4 separate regions of the Mus musculus genome follow, and regions 2, 3 and 4 are each linked to region 1. Evidence: chromatin contacts called from public HiCAR-type and promoter capture Hi-C data. All regions are on one chromosome and are shown on one strand. Each heading gives the region's core, a stretch centred on a gene start, on an enhancer-like site or on the middle of the called end of the contact. The rest is flanking DNA. Distances are from core to core; before and after follow the strand shown. Region 1 holds the start of Zfp583 (zinc finger protein 583). Region 2 holds the start of Mboat7 (membrane bound O-acyltransferase domain containing 7). Region 3 holds the start of Oscar (osteoclast associated receptor). Region 4 holds the start of Cacng7 (calcium channel, voltage-dependent, gamma subunit 7).

Region 1 (5,056 bases), core at 1,728-4,227:
CCCAGCTATACCACTCCTAGGCATACACCCAAAAGATGCTCCACCATTCCACAAGGACACGTGCTCAACTGTGTTCATAGCATCTTTATTTGTAATAGCTAGAAACTGGAAACAACCTAGATTTCTCTCAACTGAAGAATGGATACAGAAAATGTGGTATATCTTCACAATGGAATACTACTCAGCTATTAAAATGAATTTCACAGGCAAATGGATAGAACTAGAAAATATCATCCTGAGTGATGTAGCCCATATCCAAAAGGACATGCATGGTACGTACTCATAAGTGGATATTAGCCATAAAGTACAGGATAACCAGCTATAATCAACCGACCCAAAGAAGCCAAATAACAAGGAGGGCCCAAGGGAGGATGGATGGATCTTTCTCAGAAGGGGAAACAAATAGGTATCAGAGGTCAATAGAAGGAGGTTACTAGGTAGAAAAGAGGATGGGGTGGGGGCGGGGAGATCATATGTAGGGGACAGAGAAAGGAGATCCACTAGGGGGTGGGGGCAATCTCTAGGACATGCCAGGGACCTGGGATGGGGAGAGGCCCAAGAGGGCCTAATGAAGAAACTAGCTGAGATTCCTAGCAGTGGGGATATGGATCCTAAAGTGGGGATATGGCCACTATAGCCAGGCAGGACTCCCAGTGGAAAGATAAGGACAGCAACCCATCCCCAAAGCCTTCAGCCCAAAATGTGTCCTGCCTACAAGATGTGCAGGGACAAGCATAGAGCAGAAGTGGAGGGAATGGTCGGGCAGTGGTGGCACACGCCTTTAATCCCAGCACTTGGGAGGCAGAGGAAGGAGGATTTCTGAGTTTGAGGCCAGCCTGGTCTACAGAATGAGATTCGGGACAGCCAGGGCTACACAGAGAAATCCTGTCTCAAAAAAAAAAAAAAAGTGTGTTTGTGGGGCGGGGAGGGAATGGTTGTACTCTGAGAGGCTCCACCCAGCAGCCAGCGGAAAAAGATGCAGAGACTTGCACCCAATCATAAGATGGAGCTCGGGGAGTCTTAAGGAAGAGTTGGGAGAAAGATCGAGGGACCTGAAAAAGACATGGACTCCAAAAGAAGAGCAACAGAGTCAACTAACCTGGACCCTTGGGGTCTGCCAGAGACTGAATCAACAAACAGAGAGCGAGCTTGGGTTGGACTTAGGCCCCTGCTCATATGTAGATGAGCGGCTTGGTCTTCATGCGGGTCCCCCAACAATTTGAGCAGGGGTTGTCCCTGAGCCTGCTGCCTGCCTGCCTGTGGATCCCTACCCCTACATCCCTGACAGCCTTATCTGGCCTCAGTGGGAGAAGATGTGCCTAGTCCAGCAGTGACTTGATGGGGGGGACGGGGAATTCATACCCAGAGAAGTGGTTTCTCCTCAAAAATGGGGAAGGTGGAATTGGGGGGCGGGCAACGGACTTGCGTGAAAGGAGTACTGAGAGGAGAGAAAGGGCTGATATTGGGTTGTAAAGAGAATAAATTTAATTAAAAAAAAAGAATATTATCCAAAATAGCCCCCCAACTTCTTTTTTTTTTCTAGCAGCCCCCCCCCCCCAATGGCTGACTTAACCTAGGGCTTCAAGCATTCTAGCTAGGCAGGAGCTCTATCATTGGGTTACAGCCCTAGCGCACTTCCTCCCCAGTCTATGTTGGTTCCATAAAGATGAAGATTTTGGTCAGGCGGGGTTCATTGTTGTGTCCATTTCAGAGTCTGACATACAGAAGGCGAGTAATGAATGATGCGTGAAAAGGTAAGGCAGAGAGAAGGTAAACAAACAAGGGAGAAAGAAACCCAGCAACGTGGGCCCTGAACCAGGAGATGACCAATTTTCATCCGCTGCTCTGGACAGGGCACCGGCCAGCTAGCACTGCGCATGCGTGCTCGAGCACAGCCCCCCCACCACCACCACCACCACCACAACTACCCCCACCCCCGACTCCTCGTCTAAGAGACCGAGGAGAGCAAGCAGCTCCTGCGCAGCCTGAGTGAGTTCTGGTTCTGACGACCGGAAGGGAAGAGACAGAATTCAGCGGAGATTCTAGGACCCCCGAAAGCCGCGCCCTAAAAGGCGTTCCCAGCATGCCTTACGCCGCTCCAGTCAAGCGCAGTACTCCACCTCCCAGAGGCCCTTGCGCGGAGTCGCTCCGCAGCCGCGCCTTTGTGAGCTCTACCGGCGCCGCGAGATCGAGCCCCGGCCCCGGCCAGATCTGCCTCGGCGCCGAGTGAGAGGTGACGAGGACTGAGGAGACGCTCGGTGAGGATCAAGGTACCGCGTGGGAGAAAGTGTAGTGGGTGCAGAGTGACCGTGCGAGACCACGCCACCGTATATGAGGGGCCTATTATGATTGTAAGGTTGCAACTATGTGAGACTGAGGCGGTGACAATGTATGTGACATTATAAGACAGCACCCCATAATGGGGGGAGCCTGTGACTGTGAGTATGGAGATACATGAAACAGAGAGAGAGGCTTGTGCCAGTGTGTGATAGCGCTAGGGGATGTGTGTGGGAACATGAGTGAGTGACTGTGGCTGAGCCTGTACACTGTGTGAGACTGAGGTGGTTATCATGTGTGTGACAGTATGAGACCACCCACTTGCATGAGGGGGGCCTGTGACTGAATACTCTGTGAGACTAAAAGACTGTGACAGTGTATGTGATTGTACCGGGGAGGGATCAGCTGAGTGACAGTGTTAGACTGGATCACTGTGTATTAAGGACTTCTGACTGTGAGACTAAATACTGTGTGAGACCGAGGCTGTGACATTGTGTGTGACAGATTGTGACAATATAAGGGATCATGTGGGAGAATGTGTCTGAAGACTCATATGACAGTGAGACCCCACACCGTGTGAGGGGGTCTGGTACTGCATACACTGTGTAAGACTGAAAGGCTGTGACAGTGTGGGTGACTGCACAGTGGAGGGTGTATTATATGTGAGCACTTTGGAGTGGGGATCTGAGTGGCAGTGTCAGACCACACCTTGTGTACGAGATGCCTGTGGCTGTGAGACTGAATACTGCTTGAAACTGAGGGGTTGTGACAGCGTGTTGACTGTATATGACAGCATGTGGGAGAATGTGTTTGGAAACCTATCTGACAGGGTTGAGACCAAGCCACTTTATTGTGAAGGCCTGAGGCTTGAGACTGTGCCAAGAGTACTGTCAGGGCCTGTGACAGTTTGTGAGACTGAATGCTGGCTATGACATAGAGTGAGAGGCTGGGACAATAGGTGTAGCACTATGAGACCATGTCACAGTGTTGAAGGGCCTATGATGGTGTATGAGACTGTGAGATCCCATAAGGATGTGTGTGAATACACAAGACTATGCCACCAGGTACAAGGGGGGTCTGTGACAATGTGGAATGTGGGGATAAAGACGCCATGAGGGGCTTTGAGGCTGCATTTGGGACTATGTGATATTATTACAGCAAGACTTTTGCTACCAGCTGGGATGGAGCCTGTGACAATGTATGGGCCCGAATAACAGTGTATAGGGCTATTTCATTGCATCTAAACAGTGTAACTGTTTGAGACAGACAGTGCTGGAAAATATGTGACAGTATGAGATATCATAGGGGGGGAAGGGCGGGGGGGGGCATTTGTAGGGTATCCTGATCCTGGTCCACTGTCTTCTAGATCACATGGTCCCTTTGCTACCCACTCTGTGCAAAGTAGCTTCACTTGATGGCCTACATCTCATCCTTATGGAAAGGGTGGAGATATACTTCCTTTTAACGTCATCTATACACTATAAATTCCAGTCTAGTTTCCAGTTTGGCACAGTTATTTTCTCAACTATTGCCTTGTGTATCTTCAATGATGTAAACCTTCATGTGTGAAAGGTGGAAGATTCTAATCTAATAATGCCAGTCTTAAATTGCTCAGACATAAGTGAAAGAGATAACTTAGACATAAAATATATGTTGAGTCCCAGAACTATACAGTACATAGGAAAAGCATTGTTAAATGTAGGGATACCTCAAATGCATGTCTGTGGAGGGAGGAGAAGGACAGAGGTGTGATGCTGGGGCTGCAGGATACACCTGGAACTTACAGTTTCCTGTTTCTGTCCACTTTACTTTCTTAGGACACCTCCCTGCTCCCAGAAACACAGCCATACATTCTTGAAGCTTTAACGCCATGTCCAAGGTAAGAAGCGTTTCTTTTTCCCTGGAATGCCACCTTATTTATCAGTCAGGCTAAACCACTTTGATTTCAGAAATTCAGCTGCCTGACAAAATCTCCTCTCTCCAGTGACTTGCTCTTGTTCTCCACTGCAACACAAGAGCTAGTCCCCCAAGACTAAGCTAAGAGCACCCTTTCCCCCGGCCAGCAAGGACGCAGTTCAGCCTCGCCTGTGGGTTCAGTGCTCTTAGGAACTCACTCTAAGAGGCAAAAATACATTTTTTTTGGTGGGATTATGTAAGCTCATATTGTGGGTATTAGAGGTGTAGATGTGTGTGGTAGCTTTTCTCTACAATCTCTGGTTTGAAAGGAAATAGGAGGGCTTTTGGGGGGTCCAGAGTTTGGGCATTTGGCAGAAACTCATGTTCAAGATGATTTTCAGAAATCCGATGTATCAAATTGGGGATGGTGCTGTTTTGTTTTCCAAGACAGGGTTTTTCTATGTAGCCCTGGCTGTCCTGGAACTCGATCTGTAGACCAAGCTGGCCTTGAACTCACAGAGATCTGTCTGCCTCTGCCTCCCAGATGCGTGCACTACGACCACCTAGCTCAAACCTTGATGGCTAAAGTGCATCTAGGCTCAGGCAGCGTTTTTCTTAGTCTGTCGGGAGCTTTGAAGAGTAATTGTTTATGAGAACAGTAATTTCTTCTTTTAGAGATAATCTGTTAGTAGCAGTGCACAGCTGATATACTGGGCAATCCCGCTAATTAATTAAATTGTTATGGGGAATGTATTGACATGGTGACTTACGTAGCCCAGGCTGGGGTTCAACTCATTCCAGCTAACCCTGATTTTGAACTCCCAGTCCTCCGACCTCTACCTTGGAAGTAAGAGGAAACACTTGAGCCTGTATTTTAAAATAT
Region 2 (5,745 bases), core at 131-2,630, 2.6 Mb after region 1:
TGCCAAAGCGTACCACCATCTCTCGTCCCCTCAGAGAGACCTCCCGCCATAGTGGTGCACCGCCCTTTTTGCAAAGTGGGTGTCTTCTTATGCGTCCGTCAAATCTCAGAACCTCAATGTAGGGTGGTTTGCTCAAGCCACACCCTCTTCTAAATACTTGGAGCCCAGCCCCTCCCCTTTCGAAGTGCCCAGATTCGCCTTTCCCGCCTATTCTGAGTCGGACTTTAAAAGAAACCCAGTCCTGTCTTGCGCCAGCTGTTCGATGTTCCAGCATCCTAAATTCGGCTCAATCGGGAGTCCTGCCTACCCGAACGCAAGCGTTTCAGCCTTCGGAAGATCTCGACTCTATTCCCGAACGCATGCGGGAGATCTCGGCTCAGTAGAATCAGCCACCCCCTCTAAGTTGCAAAAGGTTCAGCATTCGACCCTAGCCAGATCCCATCGTTCTTCCAGCTGTGGCCCCGCCCACTTCCTACCCAATTTAAGGAGTTCACAATTACGATTGAATCCACAGTCGCACTCGAGGTGCAGTGTGCGTCGTGGCTCCCTTTCAATCTGTCGTACTGTCCTCAGGCAGAGGCAATAAGTCAACCCCTAGCCAACACCAACTCTCGGCTAAGGCGGAGCTGGCCCTACGTAGCGCGTCCTCCGTCATCCCGTCAGGTCAGCAAAGCGGAAAAGCCAAGAAAGCCCTCACTGCCACTCCGGTCTGCACAAATGGGACCTTGAGGGTCATTGCTCTGGCCTCGCCCCCAAATCCACCAGTCATGTCGGCCCCGCCCCTTCGCCGTTTTCCGGTCTTCTGTGGCTCCGCCTTCCTCCCTCAAGACTATTAGCTCAGCCTGTTAAGTCTACTGATTATTTCCAAAGTTAGGCCAAAACGGCTGCCCTCAATATCATTTGACCGTGACCTGAAAAAGCATTCAGCTATCTGAAGTAAGTCCAAATATGCGATCCCGCCCACACCCCGTGGTTCTTTGACTCTCGGACCCCGGCTGATTCCGACTATCTCCGAAGTAAGCCGAAGCATGCGGTCCCGCCTACTTCGTTCTGCGTTCTTGAGCCCGCCTAACACTACACAACGACTTTTGGACCCGATTATTTCCGAATCAAGCCGAAGTGTGTGGTCCCGCCTACATCCGGCCGAGTTTGTAAACGCATCTAATTCCGAGCCGTGACTTTGGAATTCGGCTATCCCCGAAGTAAGCCGAAGCTGTGGCACTCCATGCCGAGGGCTTGAATGACCGAGTGTGCCCGAAGGAATCCGAAGCTGAAAGTCTGTCTCTGAGCTCCAGGTCCCTCCTCCTCAAGTCTCAACGGGACTCGAAGATCTTGGCCCCGCCTCTCTGACCCGAAACCCCGCCCCTTCACGTACTGGCAGCTCTTTGCCCGGGGACCTCCTAGAAAGATCGCGACAGGCATCTTGCGGCAGACTGGTGTTCTGGGTACCTTTCTTGCGGTGCTGTAACTCGTACAGCCGCGGCTCTCGGGGCCTGGACCGCGCAGCCCTGCCGGCGCCCTCCAGAACGGGCAGTGCGGGGGCGTGCTGAGCTGGGGAGGCGTGGCGCGAGCCGAGGCGGCCTCGAAAAGGAGCTCCGCAGTCTTCTGGCCCACGGACGGTTCAGGTGGGCCCAGGTTGGGTTGCATGGCGGCGTCACGAAGATCGTAGGGTGGCGGGGTGCGGGGACAGCGCCCAGAGCGTGGCCGGGCTGGGTGGCGTAACCGCCTGTGGATCTGCCGAGGCAGAATCGGATACACGCTGGCCTTCGCTGCGCGGGGCTGGGCTACGAAAGGTGCTTGCAGATCGTACAGGGTCATTGCCTTCTCTCCGAGGTACGGGTTAAAGAGGAGCCCAGAGCTCAGAGCTTAGAAAACAGGATGCTAAATGCTGGGCTTCTCCGAGCTGGGCGGGAGTGGGAGTACTGGGTCCTGTAAGACGCAGAGGAAATTGGGGACCCAGAAGGGCTCCAATGTACTCAGGAGGGTGAGGATGATACAGATTCCTGGGCTCTCAGAGAAGAGGGGTGTTGTGAAGGATTGTTTTTCTGGCCGGAAGGTGTGGGTCATAAATGGAAGTAGAAGTACTTTTGATTTCAACATTGGCAAAGGGGTGGGGTGGGGGCTTAATTCTTGGGTCCTGGAAGGAGGAGTGAGCTGGAGGCCTGGGTTCTCAAAGGGGATTCTACTGTCTTCAAAAGAGGAAGGGACTGGAATACTGGTTCTCACTGTGAGTCCTTCCTCCCCCAGACCATGACACCCGAAGAATGGACATATCTAATGGTCCTTCTTATCTCCATCCCTGTTGGCTTCCTCTTTAAGAAAGCTGGTGAGTCAGGTTCCTTGTCTAGTGGAAAATTAGGGTGAGGGAGCTGGGGTGGGGAATCACCCCTCCCGAAGGTTCTAGGCTTATACTTTACCTTTTCCTTTCAGGACCTGGGCTGAAGAGATGGGGGGCAGCAGCTGTGGGCCTGGGGCTCACCTTATTCACCTGTGGCCCCCACAGTTTGCATTCTCTGATCACCATCTTGGGAACCTGGGCCCTCATTCAGGCCCAGCCCTGGTGAGAACTAGGTGGTGAGAAAGGAAGAAGGATGCAGAGAAGCAGCAGTCTGTTTCCTCTTCGAGTCTTCTATTTCTTCTCCTTTAATCTTACTGTGTGTCGCTATGCCTTGGCCATCTTTCTTCCCACCTTGTGTCTTTGCCCCAGTCCTCAGTATCCATGTGGCAGACTGACTTCCATAGTCCAGTCAGGCTGAGCTCTGGCTGAAGTGCCTTCCTTCTTCCAGAAGCTTCTCTTAATGCCGGTCATTCTTTTCTTATCTCTGGCTGTGCCTCTTCTGTCTCTGTTACTCACCAGTCTTCTCACCTCTTCTTCTCTGTCTGAATGTGGGCAGGGGCGGGGGTGGGTATCTCAGGAGAAGGAAACAGAGGCTAAGGTCCCTGTACCCAACATTATGACTTCCCACCTCTGTCCTAGCTCCTGCCATGCCCTGGCTCTTGCCTGGACCTTCTCCTATCTCCTCTTCTTCCGAGCCCTCAGCCTGCTGGGCCTGCCCACTCCCACGCCCTTCACCAATGCTGTCCAGCTGCTGTTGACACTGAAGGTGAGACTTGGCGAACACTACTTCTTTTAGTCTCCCTGGGAGCTGGGGAGCCTCCTTGCTTTCTCCTCCCAGACTTTCTCATAGTAGGGGGAGGGCTGTGGAGTTTTATCTTTCACAAACCCTAAGCTTGGGACTTCATTTCTCCCTGGGGACAGAGTTCACCTCCCACATCCTCTGGAGCAAGTCTTCACCTCTCCACTCATTGCAGGATAAGGAGATAACCTGAGTGCTCTATCACAAGCCATTTGGCACACCTAGAATCTTCCTCCCCAGTGTGTTTTGCTAACATGCTCTTCTTGAGTCTGTAGCAAACCGTCCTCCAAGGAGGAAAATTACTCTATAGAGAAGGTATCCGGCCCAAGGGCTCAAAGCTGGGACAAAGTGCAGGTTTGGTTTTTCATTTTTGAAACAGAGGCTCGTGTAGCACCCTATGTTGGTCTCAAACAAAGAAGACACTGAACTTTTGATTCTGCCTCCAGCTCCCGAGTGCCAGAATTGTAGGCTTGCACCACTGTGCTTGGTTTATTATGGTTCTGGGGACTCGAGCCAAGGACCTCAACACACTAGGCAAGCACTTGACCAAATGAACTACATTCTTAGCCATGGGTCTGAATCTTAATCACCTAAGAAAAGGGCAAGAAGTGAGTGGTCCTCAGTGCCTAGCCCAGACTACAACAGTCGTGAGCTCTTGCTATGTTCTAGGCTCCAGCAACGTAGCCATGGACAGTCCAGCCAGGTGGAGAACTGGTTTCTCCAGACATCTTTGTTCTTATGGCAGACACAACATTAGGCAGAGATTGGTCAGCTGTGCATTGGAAGAAGTGCCTTTTGGGTGTGTACGAACCTACACATGTAGATAGGAACAGGCTGGGCATTGCAAACTATGCTTGCCACGTCCACGCACTTTCTGAATAACACGTGGTTGAAAGGGCAACGGAAGCCAGGCCATAGGGGGCTCTGTGGCCCCATGCCCTCAGGAAGAAGTTTGTTTGTTTGTTTGTTTGTTTGTTTGTTTGTTTGTTTGTTTTTGACCTAAGTTTGAATCCTGACACCTAGACTGAGTGGCTCTGGAAGAAACAAAAACAGAAAACCCAAAAGGCTCGAGTGCTGGTGAACACTGGTAATTCCAGCTCTCGGCAAGTAAAGGCTGCAGAATGAGGAGTTTGACAATAGTTTGGATTGTATAAGACCCTGTCTGGAACAGACCAGTTAGGTGACTATGAAGCAGCTTGATCCATATACACTGTGGGCTGTAGACAGTGATTCCGATTCATGTGGGACATGTTGCTTTGAGGATGATTAGAGGGGTTTGGGTTATGACAATGGCTTGGTGAAAAGGAGACAGTATTCTTTAAAAAATAAAATAAAAAGCTGGACCAATAGCTGGGTCAGGGGAAGAACTGTATGTTGTGGAGCCTAAAAGGGAAAAGAACCCCATTCTACCCCTTAAAATCAGGAAGAAGTAGGAGAAGTGCTGGCTTGGTTCTCTTGCCTCTCTCTATCTGCTGGGGCTCTGTCCACTGAGACTAACATGAAGCAGGACACAGATGTGGCCTTTTAAGAGTTTTGTCTCAGGCTAAGATAGGTTGAGTAGATCTGGAAGGGCAGTTGGGACATCTTTACCCCCCATCCCTACCCAGTGGAGTCAGAAAGGAATATAATCTCAGTTCTCCTAAAGGGGAGCTGGGAGGACCACAAGTTCAAAGCCAGCCTGAACAACTTAGCATGTCTTCGTTTCAAAATATAAAAGGGGGTGGGGGGGGCTGGGATGTGGCTCAGTGTTAAAGCACTTACATAATGTTTGCAAGGCCCTATGTCTAAGTACTAGAACAAAAAGGAAGGAAGGCAGGCAAACAAGCTGTGGAGTTGTATGAAAGCAGAAAGAAAAAAGAGAGAGAAAGAGATAGAAGAGAGGAAGATTCTGGCAGCTCTCAGAGACTGAGCCACTAACCAAAGAGCATACATGGTTACCCTATACATGGGCTGGACCGAATCCCCCAGCACATAGGGCTTTCTTGTCTGCCACAGTGGAAGAGGAAGCACCTGACCCTGCAGAAACGTGATGTGCTGGGGAGTTTGGGGGTGTACCCTCTCAGAGGAGAAAGTTAGGGGTTGGGAGAGGGGAGACTGAGAGAGAGGAGAGCATTTAAGATGTAAATAAATAATTTTTTTTTTAAGTAAGAAAAAGAAAGAAGAAGAAAAGGGTATAGAACTGAGCCCTGAGGATAGCCACCAACTACCTTCTACCACCTTTGAAATGCAGTGTCGGGCTGGAGAGATGGCTCAGAGGTTAAGAGCACTGTCTGCTCTTCCAGAGATCCTGAGTTCAAATCCCAGCAACTATACGGTGGCTCACAACCATCTGTAATGAGATCTGATGCCCTCTTCTGGTGTGTCTGAAGACAGCGACAGTGTACTCACTTACATAAAATAAATAAATCTTTTAAAAAGAGAAAGAAATAGAAATGCAGTGTCACCCGTGAGGTAGGACCTCAGCCCTACCGCCTAGGCTGAGATGAAAGTGGATGTGAAGGTGGCCTGGGGACGCCAATCACTTGCCTTCCTCTCTCTTCCCACAGTTGGTGAGTCTAGCTAGTGAAGTCCAGGATCTGCATCTGGCTCAGAGAAAGGAAATAGCCTC
Region 3 (5,664 bases), core at 1,278-3,777, 2.7 Mb after region 1:
CCCAGCACTTGGAAGGCAGAGGTGGATTTCTGAGTTCGAGGCCATCCTGGGCTACAGAGTGAGTTCCAGGACAGCCAGGGCTACACAGAGAAACCCTGTCTCGAAAAACCAAATAATAATAATAATAATTAAAATAAAATAAAATAAAGATATGCAGGGATGGTGGCTCAGGCGTGTGATATCAACACATAAGAACCCAAGGCAGACTGCTGTGAGTTTGAGGCCCACTTGAGCTAAGTGATTTGTATCCTCTATAAAAAAGAAAACTGAAAAGATTCAGAAGAAGTCAGTTCAAGGAAGTTTTTAACCTTAGTGTGGTGAGAGAGCTCAATAGTTAAAATTACCTGCTCACTGGAACTCAGAATGAGCACTGACTCCAGTAAGTTGTCCTCCGACCCCCCAAACCCAACTGGTAGCCAACACACACACACACACACACACACACACACACACACACCTTAAAAAATGTAATTTTAACTTTAAGAACGAACCAAGTATACATTAAATCACTATTTCAACATATAATCAATTAAAACCACATACATTAGAGCATTCTAGGTCTTTGAAAGTCAGGGTGGTAGATAGCTGGTGGTGGGTTTTAGAACTTCTCTGTCACACTCCAGGCCAGCAATACTGACAATTTTGGTACTGTGATGGCTGCCAAATCCAAGGCCTCACCCCAGACTTTCAGAATGAAAATTTAACAGGTCACCTCCATCTCCCGGGCTTCAATGCATCAGAACTGTGAGTAACCCTGTCCCACTGCAAGGTGGGAGGCTTGCTGAGAGATTTGCATAAGTCAGACTTCGCCGAGGAGTTCTGCCTACAGAGTCAAACTGAGTTGAATGTGCACCTCTTGTGTGTGGTGAGGGAAGAGCGACAGTAATGTCAGGATATGGCTGGCAAGGGGATGCGAGATGAAACTGTGCCGTGGAATGCTGATGACTTCCGGGTGGAGGATGCACTTTCGCGCCGGGGAAGGGGGCACTCACCGAGGCCCCAGACAGAGAAGGACACCACCAGCACCGGCTCCTTCGCCCAGGCATTCTTGAGGAAGGCAGAGATTCCTAGAGAGGTGAGAAGACAGTCACCCTTGGGGACTACTGCGGTGACCTCTAACACTCTCGTATCACCCCTGCTCTGCACCCTCGTGACTGCCGCGCCCCTATTCTGGGACGGATTACCGGTCCCCAAGGCTCCACTGAGACTCAGCCACGGATCAGCCCACAGTTTCCTGGAACTACTTGATCCCCGCGAGCTCCAAACCTGTACTTACTCCCGGCCATCTTGTTCTTGGCGGCGACAAGGAGCGGAGCTCTCTGGGAGTTGTGGTCCTTCTCCTTGCGTGAGGCCCCGCCCCTTGGGCGAGGACGTGGACCCTTTCGGGAGTTGTAGTTCTGGAGTGAGGCTTAAGAGGACTGAAAGATTTAAACCACCTTGAACACCTGCTGGCCTCACCATTTTCTTATAGTTTATAACTCAGCAAATGCATCGGAGAAGTAACATAACGTTCTCCTGTAATAAAGTCAGCTTTGGGCTGGAGAGATGGCTCAGAGCTCTGTCTGCTCTTCCAAAGGTTTAATTTCCAGTAACCACATGGTGACTGACAACCATCTGCAATGGGATCTGACGCCCTCTTCTGGTGTGTCTGAAGACTGCAACAGTGTACTCATAAATAAACCTTAAAAAAAAAAAAGTCAGCTTTACATTGAGATCACATCTAGACATAAGCTCATTCTGGAAATTCTAAATTAATCCCAAATATATTAAGGACTGCCTGTGCTTTGTGTTACTAGCATGCAGATCATGGCTTTTCCCTCCATCTGCCCCTTAGTGCTGAAAACTGAAACCAGGACAGGCTAGGCTACCCATCTCCGATTGAGCCACTCCTCCGTCCACTTGCTGATAGATTCTACTATCCCAGGTCCCTGCTGGTGGATTTTAGGCATATCTTTTATTGTTGAGCCACATTTTTCAGCCCTTTCATTACTTTTTATTTTGAGACAGGGCATTAAATGGCTCAAGTTGGCCCTGCAATCTTTGAACTTGACAGCCTCCTGCCTTGGTTTCTCAAGCTGGTGAGATTACAAGCCTGAGCCTCTAAGATAATGCACATCACTTAAAAAAATTAACATATCTGGACTGGACAGTGAGAGCAGTAATGGAGTCTGAGCCTTCTCTTGTTACCGGCATAGTACATATTGTACAGCAAGCTTCTTTTTCCCTTTCTACCTTTTTGTTTTGTTTTTTTTGTTGTTGTTGTTGTTTTTTTCCTCTTTTCCATTTTTCTTCCTCCCACCTGCCCCTTTCCTTTCTCTCCTCAGTGCTGAGGCTACTCTGGGCAAGTGGTCTTCTACTTAGCGACAACGTCCTCAGCCCTCCTCCCCAACTTTTAAGTTAAATTAAAGAACACCAGAGGCTATGACTGTTCCATCTTGCAACTTTTTCCAAGACAATGAAACTATGACACAGTTACCCAGGAGCCTCCACCTGACTCCTCTGTTCCCTAAACAGGACTCTCACATGGCTTTCTGGTGTTGCTTCATTTCCTCAGAGTGAAAAAGGCAGGGTCAACCTTTTCCTCAGCTCCACGGAGAGTGCCCACCATGGTCCTGTCGCTGATACTCCAGCTGTCGACTCTCTGTGAGCTGTCCCTCCCCTGTGTGTGGATCCTTGGCTGGGCTGAGGGCTATATCTGTTCATATGGAATTCAACATCCAATTTAGAAAAAGGAATCAGGACTGGTACCCAGATACCTGAGTCCTAAACGGGGGAAGACAGATTGCTGGGTCGGGGGTGAGCATAGGTTTCTCTGGATCTCCAGGCAGAGGAGAGTAAGGGATATCTAGGGGTCAAAGAATGTATTCAGTTCTCATGGTAAATGGGCAAGTCTACTGTGCTGGAGGGAGGGGGCATCTAAACCTTCAAACCCCAAGGCAGAGAAACCCCAAGGAGCAAAGTATTGTTCTTAGGAAAGGTGGGGAACAGAGGCCTGTCCTCTTGGGTCAGACAGCAGCTTCTTAAGTATGGGGAATGGAAGTACAGAGTTTTGCTTGATCCTAAAAAAGACGGTGGCAGGCTTCATGTAATCAGAGTCTAGGGCTCCTTAGAGGGGAGACGGTAGTCCACAAAGGGCTTTGTAAAAACCAACTCTTCACCTTCTGCAGGGCCTGCATGCCGTGCTGACTTCACACCAACAGGTGAGTGGGAGACTCCACCTGCTCTATGCTATGCTGCTCACACCTCGCCTCCAACAACTCATTTTATCTTTGTGCCTAGCTTCACCCCAGATTCCCTCATTCCCCTCTCTTCCTCTCTCCTTCCATCCCTTCCTCCACTACATACCTTGCCTCTTTTCTTCTCCCTTTTCTCCTGTCTCTTTCCCTTCCCCCTTTCATAGCCTTCCTTCCTTCTTCCTCCATCCCCTCCTCCTTGCCCCCTGCATGTTGCTCTCTTCTCCCTTCACTTTGTCCTTCATCTCTTTAGTAACCACTATAGGTGAATAGAGATGACCATGAATGTGGATGTTAAGGAGACCTAGACAATCTTGTTCATTATTGCATGTCCTTGAACAAACCAGGGGTCTTAGCCGGGCGTGGTGGCGCACACCTTTAATCCCAGCACTCGGGAGGCAGAGGCAGGCAGATCTCTGGGTTCGAGGACAGCCTGGTCTACAGAGTGAGTTCCAGGACAGCCAGGGCTACACAGAGAAACCCTGTGTGGAAAAAACAAAAACAAAAACAAAAAAGAAAGAAAGAAAAACAAACAAACAAAAAAAACAGGGGTCTTGAAGCCTCCATTTCCTTAGGTAAGTCGGCTGCAGTGAGGATTTAATGTAGTTATATAGGGAAACTATAGGGCCAGATCCTGGCATATTTCAAGGCTCCAGACATAGGAGTTCCTCAATGCCAAGTATACGAGCTTCTCTCACGGGAGCCTGCCTTCCACAGAAGGAGGTTCCCCCACCCGAGATGGCTTCTTCTCAGGGTTTTGATGGAGGAGATAATTCTTCTCTCTTCAATTTTTCCCACTATGCTTCAATTTGGCCTGAGAACCACTGGGAAGCCATTCATCCCTGAGTTATCAGTTGATTTAGTTTTATGTACATGAATGTTCTGCCTGCATGCATACACACCACATGCATGTCCAGGGCTCGCAGAGTTCAGCAGACAGCAGGAGGAGCCTCTGAAACTGGAGGTACAGTGCTTGTAAGCCACCATGAGCTGCTGAGAATCCTAGCCCCAGTTTTTGCAAGGGCAACAAGTACTTTTATCTGCTAAGCCATTTCTCCAGCATCCTAATGTTAAATCTATTTAAATGATAAATCAAATAGGTACTCGTGGTTATAAAGGCCCAGTTATTACCAAAAGATGCAACAGGCTTCTTCTTCCCCTTCCCATGTTCCCGAATCCTACTGAAAGGTTCCCAGCACTCATCCGTACCATGCATTTACATACTTCCTCCTTTTCTTACCAGATCAGAATTAGTATTTTATGAGTCATCCTGTTCTGTGTCTTAAGTGTTAAACTTATGTTCTGTCTTAGAGATATTTTCCAATTATTAGATAGTTATATTTCCTCTTTAATTTTTTTTTTGAGGCAGGGTTTCTCTGTGTAGCCCTGGCTGTCCTGGAACTCACTCTGTAGACCAGGCTGGCCTTGAACCCAGAGATCCGCCTGCCTCTGCCTCCCAAGTGCTGGGATTAAAGGCGTGTGCCCACCACCGCCCTGCCTCTTTAAATATATTTACAAATAAGAATTGCCTATGGTGATAGGCAGTGATAGTATATAACTTTAATTCCAGCACTAGGAAGACAGAGGCAAGAAAATTTCTTTGAGTTCAAGACCAGCCTGAACTCATAATGAGACCTTGCCTCAAAAACAAACAGCTGGGCAGTGGTTTAATCCCAGCACTTGGGAGGCAGAGGCAGGCAGATTTTTGAGTTTGAAGCCAGCCTGGTCTACAGAGTAAGTTCCATGACAGCCAGGGCTACACAGAGAAACCTTTCTCAAACAACAACAACAACACCCAAAAAACAAACAAACACAACCCAAAACAACAGCCAGCCAGTGGCAGTGCATGCCTTTAATTCAAGTACTAGTGAGGCAGAGATAAATGAATGGATTACTGAGTCCAAGGTCAGCCTGGTCCACAGAGCAAGTTCCAAGACAGTCAGGGCTACATAGAGAATTCCTGTTTCAAACAAACAAACAAACAAGAATGTGCCTATTGTGAAGCAGTGGAAGTATTGGGTCATTGACTATGTTATGGGCTTATTTGTTTGTTTGTTTGCTTTGTTTTTTTTCGAGACAGGGTTTCTCTGTATAGTCATGGCTGTCTTGGAGCTCACTCTGTAGACCAGGCTGGCCTCCAACTCAGAAATCTGCCTGCCTCTGCCTCCCGAATGCTGCGATTAAAGGTGTGCGCCCACCACTACCCAGCTTATGTTACAGTTTTGTTGTTTGGCTCTGTTCTAGGCATGGATTGAAACAATGGTTGTATATATAGTGGGCTAGTGCTCTCACTGAGCTGCACTTCCAGTCCCTCACTGAGTCATTTTAGGCAAGGGCTCTACCACTGAGCTCACCCCCACCCCCTCACTGGCAGATTCTAGGCAGGTACAAAACCACTGAGGCACACCCCAGTCCATCACTGGGGCATTCT
Region 4 (5,283 bases), core at 2,019-4,518, 3.0 Mb after region 1:
GTAACTCAGAAACTAGCTTAATCAGCAGCTTCACATTTGAATGTGATAATGCAACCCCGACGCTGCCCTGATTTAAGTCCTCAGCTGTGAACACTACACCTCTCCCCCAAGGACCTGTGACCACAATTTAAGCAGAACTAGAGTACTAGGCTTAGACACTAAGTGACGGACGGACAACTTGATTTATTTGGAAATTCTATCACATGCTACCCAGCTTTAACTCCATGCTCTGACCTGGTCAATTGAAATGTTTTCTTTAGAACTGTACCTGAATCACATCCAATAATCTCCAAAGTAGGTCACCACTCACAGCTCCCTAACCCCATAACCTGGACTCCCACACTTGACTTCAGGCCTACTTAAGAATTTGAGCATCGTTGATACTTTTTGGATGCTTATCTTAACCTTAATGCTCAGTTGATTATTTTTTAAAATCACGTGTGTGTGTGTGTGTGTGTGTGTGTGTGTGTGTGTGTGTGTGTGTGGTGTGTTTACATGAGTATGAGCACACATGTGTGGTGGTCAGAAGACAACCTTAGGTGTCAGTCTCCTTCTACCTTGCTTGAAATAGGGCCTCTTGTTTGCTCCTTCTCATGCTAAGCTAGCTGGTATGCAAACTTGAACTAGAGATTCTCCTATCTCTACCTCCCTCTCACCATAGAAATTCTTCTATTACAGATCCATGCTATCTATCATCCTTACATGGGTTCGAGGAATCACAATTCAGAGCCTCACACTTCTGTGCCTTATGCTTTATACTCTAAGCCACCTCCCTAGCTTCGGATCAAATCACTTGTACAATCTTAGGTCCAAACCTAACTCTACCTTATCCAGGCAGGTCTGTGATCCTGGGGTCCTGGAATCTGTTCCAAGATATTAAGACCCAGAGATCTGAAGCTATGATTTGGATTTGAGACTTTCAAGAGCTTGAGCTGAGCCCCTCAAACCCAGCATTCACAATCAGAAAGCTCCAGTAAAACCAATCTCCCTTGCCCAGTAAACAAGAAAACAGCACTCTGAACTGGCTTTCCAATCATAAATTCCCCATCTCAGCCGGGCGTGGTGGTGCACGCCTTTAATCCCAGCACTCGGGAGGCAGAGGCAGGCAGATTTCTGAGTTTGAGGCCAGCCTGGTCTACAAAGTGAGTTCCAGGACAGCCAGGGCTATACAGAGAAACCCTGTCTTGAAAAACCAAAAGAAAAGAAAAAAAAAAAAAAAAAAGAATTCCCCATCTCCATCCTCCAAATTCTACCAGACTCTGGACTCTGATATCCCATGGTAGAACTTTTCAGTCGGTAATATCTAAGTCCTTTCTGTATTCTCCAGTCAAGAAATACCCAGTTGGTTTATATCTGAGACCTCCCAAGTTCTAATTAGGAGCTTAAAAGTTCTAACAAGGAGGTCCTAAAGGGTTCAATTTTTTTTGTATGTATGCATGCATTTATCATGTTTGTGTGTTTATGTGTGTGTGCATGTGTGTGGTCTCCATGGCACTCATGTGGAGATACTTTCGAGAGTTGGTACTTTCTTCTGACTATGTGGGTCCCAGGGATCTGGGGTCATCCATCAGGCTCAGAAGCAACCACCTTTACCAACCAAGCCATCTCAACAGCCTCCAAATTCTTTATCTATAATTCTTACACTACCACGCCCCTACAAGAAATCTCTCCTTGACACAAAATGCAATAATGTGCACTCAGGACTCACCTGAGTATCCCCAAGCTACTCTCAGCCAGAGTCCTCTATGACCAGAGATATACCCATCCCCTTAAAAAACAAACTCTGGGTAGGTGTGTGTGTCTACATGTGGGGTATGTTCAAGAGAATGTACCCGAGTCTAGAGGTGATGGATACATTGGAAGAAGCCAGAGGTGATGGGGCCTCTGGAGCTAGTGTTGAGAGACAATTGTGAATCACCTGACAGGTGCTGTGAAACAAACTCGAGTCTTCTGGAAGAGCAGCAAGTGTTCTTAACTAAACTATCTCTCCAGCTCCCACCCACCATCTTTTTCATTACAAAGTTTGAGACACCTCCCCCAAACATTTTCCCAATATGCAATTAAGACATGAGACTCTACTTGGCTCCATCAGAATTCTGTAAGCTTTTGGATTCTACTCCATCCCAATAAAGACCATAGAATCAGAGTCACCACTTACATCCTGGGGTTCTTAGGTCCAGAACCCCTCACTTTCAGCCCCAGCCTCGTGGAGGACCCAAAGATCTAGATTTAACAGAGCTGTCTAGCTTTTCTTCCCATCCCCCTTCAAGTGGCTCTGGGGCTTGACCGCCAGCTGCCTGCTCTGCTTTCAGTACTCAGCTCATACAAGCATTATCTACCCAATCACCGGACTGTCTTGGTCTGGGGAGCTGACCTCAGCCTTCGGGTCTGCTCCTCCTACTAGACTAGCAGTTGGGGAGCTGGACCTTTCCAATTCCCCTCACTTCTTACATTAATCCCATTCCTTCTCACGTCCAGTTCATCTTCTTTCTACCTGACCCACACAGCTCTTTATTCTGCTGCCATTCCACCTCTGGGACACCCCCACCTCCACCATCACCAGGCCTGGAATCTCCTTCTGATTGATCCTTTACGCCAGCGTTTCCGCGATCTGGATATCTGAATGGCTCAAGTGCCATTCCTCAAAGCCCAAGTCCAAACTCCATCTCCCTTCGATATCCTTGGAGTCCGTAACTCTCCGCTTTATTTAGGACCCTTTCCCAGACTCACGGCTTGCTCTTACCGGCCTGGGCCCTCCTCCTTCGTCGTGATCCGCTTCCTCAAAGACCCCGCCTAGAGCCTACCCAGTGGCGACGGTCTCTTAACTCTCAAACACCGAGTTTGTTTTCTTACTCTCGGACCCTCGGACCCCAGGTCCTCCGGGATCCACCAGGCCCAAATGTTCCTCTATCCGCCAAAACCTTCCCAAATTCAACATTGAAATCCTCAGGATCCCATACCTGGAGCCCCTCTAACCTCCCCCGAGCCCCAATTCCGGCTGAGAGTGGTCTAGCTCGGAGCCCCCTTGCCTCACCGGACCCTCCCCTCGCTCTTACCTCTCTCAGGGCTGGGCGGACGCTCCGGGCCGCGGGCCCCGCAGCCGCATGACCGGCCCCGCGGTTTTCCCCGGCCGCCGCTGCCGCCACCGGGGTCTCCGGTGCCCGCGCCCCCCGCCCCCGCCCCCGAGCCCGGCGTCCCGGCCCCCTCCGGGCCTCCCACCCCCCACCCCCCTCGCCCGCGGCCTCACTCAGCGGACGCAGCCGGGAGCAGGGACCAGCGGCCGCTCATTGGCTAATGCGGAGGAGGGGAGGGGCGGGAAGGGAGGGAGAAGGATGCAGCGAGGGAATGAGATGAGCCTTCAGGATGGGGGGAAGGCAGGGAGGCAGGCAGGGAGGGAGAGAGAATAGAAACAGAGGCAGAGAGCCCAAGAAGGAGAGAGAGAGCAAGAGCGAGAGCGAGAGCGAGAGAGCGAGAGAAGAGAAAAGAGAGAAGAGAGAAGAGAGAAGAGAGAAGAGAGAAGAGAGAAGAGAGAGAGAGAAGAGAGAAGAGAGAGAGAGAGAAATATTTTCTGGAACTCACGCGTCCTGAGACTAGAAAAGACAGACAGAAAAGAGGAGACAGAGATGGAGTAGTTTCAGGTGTCCCCACCCCCACCACTCCAGCGGCTCAGAGATTTTGAGGCCCTGGGAGTAGAGAGGTCAGAGAGCCCCAAAATCCAGGCAAGGAGAGCTCAGAGGCCTTGGACCAAAGGAAACTGAAATCCAGGGACCTTAAGCTTGTAGGAGATGGGATGGGGAAATAGAAAAATAGAGAGAAATAGACGAGAGAGAGAGAGAGAGAGAGAGAGAGAGAGAGAGAGAGAGAGAGACTGACTTTCTGAGGAGAGACAGCAGGGGCAAGCCAGGATGGGATATCCCCCTGACGAGGACTGGGGCTGTAGCCAGGCAAGGGGCGGAGCCTGGGGGTCTGGGCAGCTGAAGAAGGCGGGAAGGGGCGTCCCGGGCCGGGTCCCTAGAGCAGCTGGCGGGCAGGCGCAGAGCAGAGCCGGGTCCTGCAGCCGCCGCGGAGCTGGGAGCGGGGCCAGCACCCCCCCCCCCCGCCGTGATGTCAGCGGGGCCACTCTTAAAGGGGCAGGCTGCCCGCCGAGGGTCGAAACTTGGACTGGGGCTTTCAGGAACGTGATAAGAGTACAGGAGAGGTGATACCAGAGAAAGGGGTAACCTCAGCCTCCAGTTGGAGTGAGACTCGAAGATCCGGAGGAGAGATGCCAGGCCTTCAAAGGAACCTGCTAAGCTTTTGAGGTTCTGTCCCCTCCAAACACACTGACAGGGGCACCATTCTGCTGGCTTGCCCGATCCAGAGACTACATTCCCCATCAGCCCTGGCGGCCAGAGGACAGCACCTGGGGAGGGGGGCAGGGTCTTCTGCGATGTCTGCTGGGAAACGTAGTCTTATCTTGATTGGTCCCCTTCACTCCCTGCTCTCCTCCACACGTACTTGCAAAGTGGGTCAGGGGAGAAAGAGGCCGGGAGGACGTTTCTGCCTGTCTTCTGCCTTGCTAACTGGTTCCCAAGCTTCCAGGTTCTGGTTCTCTCACCTTCTGTAACATGGGGTCCTTCTGAACAAGTCTGTCTCCCCACAGTAGGCTAGCTTTTCATATTTCTTACCAGGACTTCTCTAGATTCTGGTGTATGTTGTCTGTATCTGCACTTTGCTCTGGGTGAATATGAGTGTGTGGTAACTGGGTGGAGGGTCGATCACTTGCTGACACACTGGTCAAGGGTTATTCATTGAGTATGTTACCAATGTGGTCACATCGGTCTTCTCAGAAAAAACGGTTTGCATGGCGCTCTCATGCAAAAGTTGTCTTCTCTTTTTATTTTACAGGTCTGTGCATTTTCTCTCCACCACCCCCCATGTTTGTTTCTATGTACAGCCAGCCCACCTCCGCACCCACTTCGCCCCCTAAGCTTTACAAGAAAACATCCAAACATTTTAGCATCAGCATCCCAAATTTATTCTCCAGCAGCTGTGTCTGGGTGGGAGAGGATAAAGGAAGGGGGTGGGGAATGAGAAAGTCCCAGAAAGTTGCAGGCACTGCGGAGGACAAGGGCTGTGTGTGTGTGTGTGTGTGTGTGTGTGTGTGTGTGTGTGTGTGTGATTCCGACCAAGGCTGGAGCCATGCACGGGGCAGGTGAGCATTGAGGGATTCTGGAACAAGTCTAGAACAAAAGCTGACTGAGAAAAGTAGGGGGAAAGAATTCTTGGTGCATGCCAGGAATC

Evidence for each region. Promoter capture Hi-C pulls out the DNA fragments that hold promoters and counts their contacts. HiCAR-type assays count read pairs that join an accessible place to other places.
Region 2: a contact with region 1 is called in a HiCAR-type map of astrocytes, with 5 times the contacts expected there. The contact joins the promoter of Mboat7 here to the promoter of Zfp583 in region 1. A contact is called at or near these places in 1 of 39 promoter capture datasets (hippocampal neurons) and 1 of 115 datasets of contacts at active chromatin or transcription factors (astrocytes).
Region 3: a promoter capture Hi-C map of maxillary cranial neural crest shows a contact between it and region 1. The contact joins the promoter of Oscar here to the promoter of Zfp583 in region 1. A contact is called at or near these places in 3 of 39 promoter capture datasets (hippocampal neurons, maxillary cranial neural crest and pre-B cells).
Region 4: a contact with region 1 is called in a promoter capture Hi-C map of hippocampal neurons, with 5 times the contacts expected there. The contact joins the promoter of Cacng7 here to the promoter of Zfp583 in region 1. A contact is called at or near these places in 2 of 39 promoter capture datasets (hippocampal neurons and liver).

What each region holds. Positions count from the first base shown.
Region 1 is chr7:6,328,355-6,333,410 of GRCm38.p6, reverse strand. It overlaps Zfp583 (zinc finger protein 583), which reads left to right and starts at 2,977. Exons shown (of 5, transcript NM_001033249.3): 1 at 2,977-3,341; 2 at 4,095-4,156. The coding sequence starts at 4,148.
Region 2 is chr7:3,688,621-3,694,365 of GRCm38.p6, reverse strand. It overlaps Mboat7 (membrane bound O-acyltransferase domain containing 7), which reads left to right and starts at 1,380. Exons shown (of 8, transcript NM_029934.4): 1 at 1,380-1,625; 2 at 2,248-2,326; 3 at 2,431-2,560; 4 at 2,978-3,104; 5 at 5,684-5,745. The coding sequence starts at 2,251. Tsen34 (tRNA splicing endonuclease subunit 34) reads right to left here and starts at 756. Exons shown (of 5, transcript NM_001164204.1): 1 at 477-756.
Region 3 is chr7:3,613,020-3,618,683 of GRCm38.p6, reverse strand. It overlaps Oscar (osteoclast associated receptor), which reads left to right and starts at 2,527. Exons shown (of 5, transcript NM_001290377.1): 1 at 2,527-2,643; 2 at 3,168-3,200. The coding sequence starts at 2,607. It overlaps Ndufa3 (NADH:ubiquinone oxidoreductase subunit A3), which reads right to left and starts at 1,311. Exons shown (of 4, transcript NM_025348.3): 1 at 1,277-1,311; 2 at 993-1,067. The coding sequence starts at 1,286.
Region 4 is chr7:3,330,810-3,336,092 of GRCm38.p6, reverse strand. Cacng7 (calcium channel, voltage-dependent, gamma subunit 7) reads right to left here and starts at 3,268. Exons shown (of 6, transcript NM_133189.5): 1 at 3,057-3,268. It overlaps Prkcg (protein kinase C, gamma), which reads right to left. Exons shown (of 18, transcript NM_011102.4): 18 at 4,994-5,283.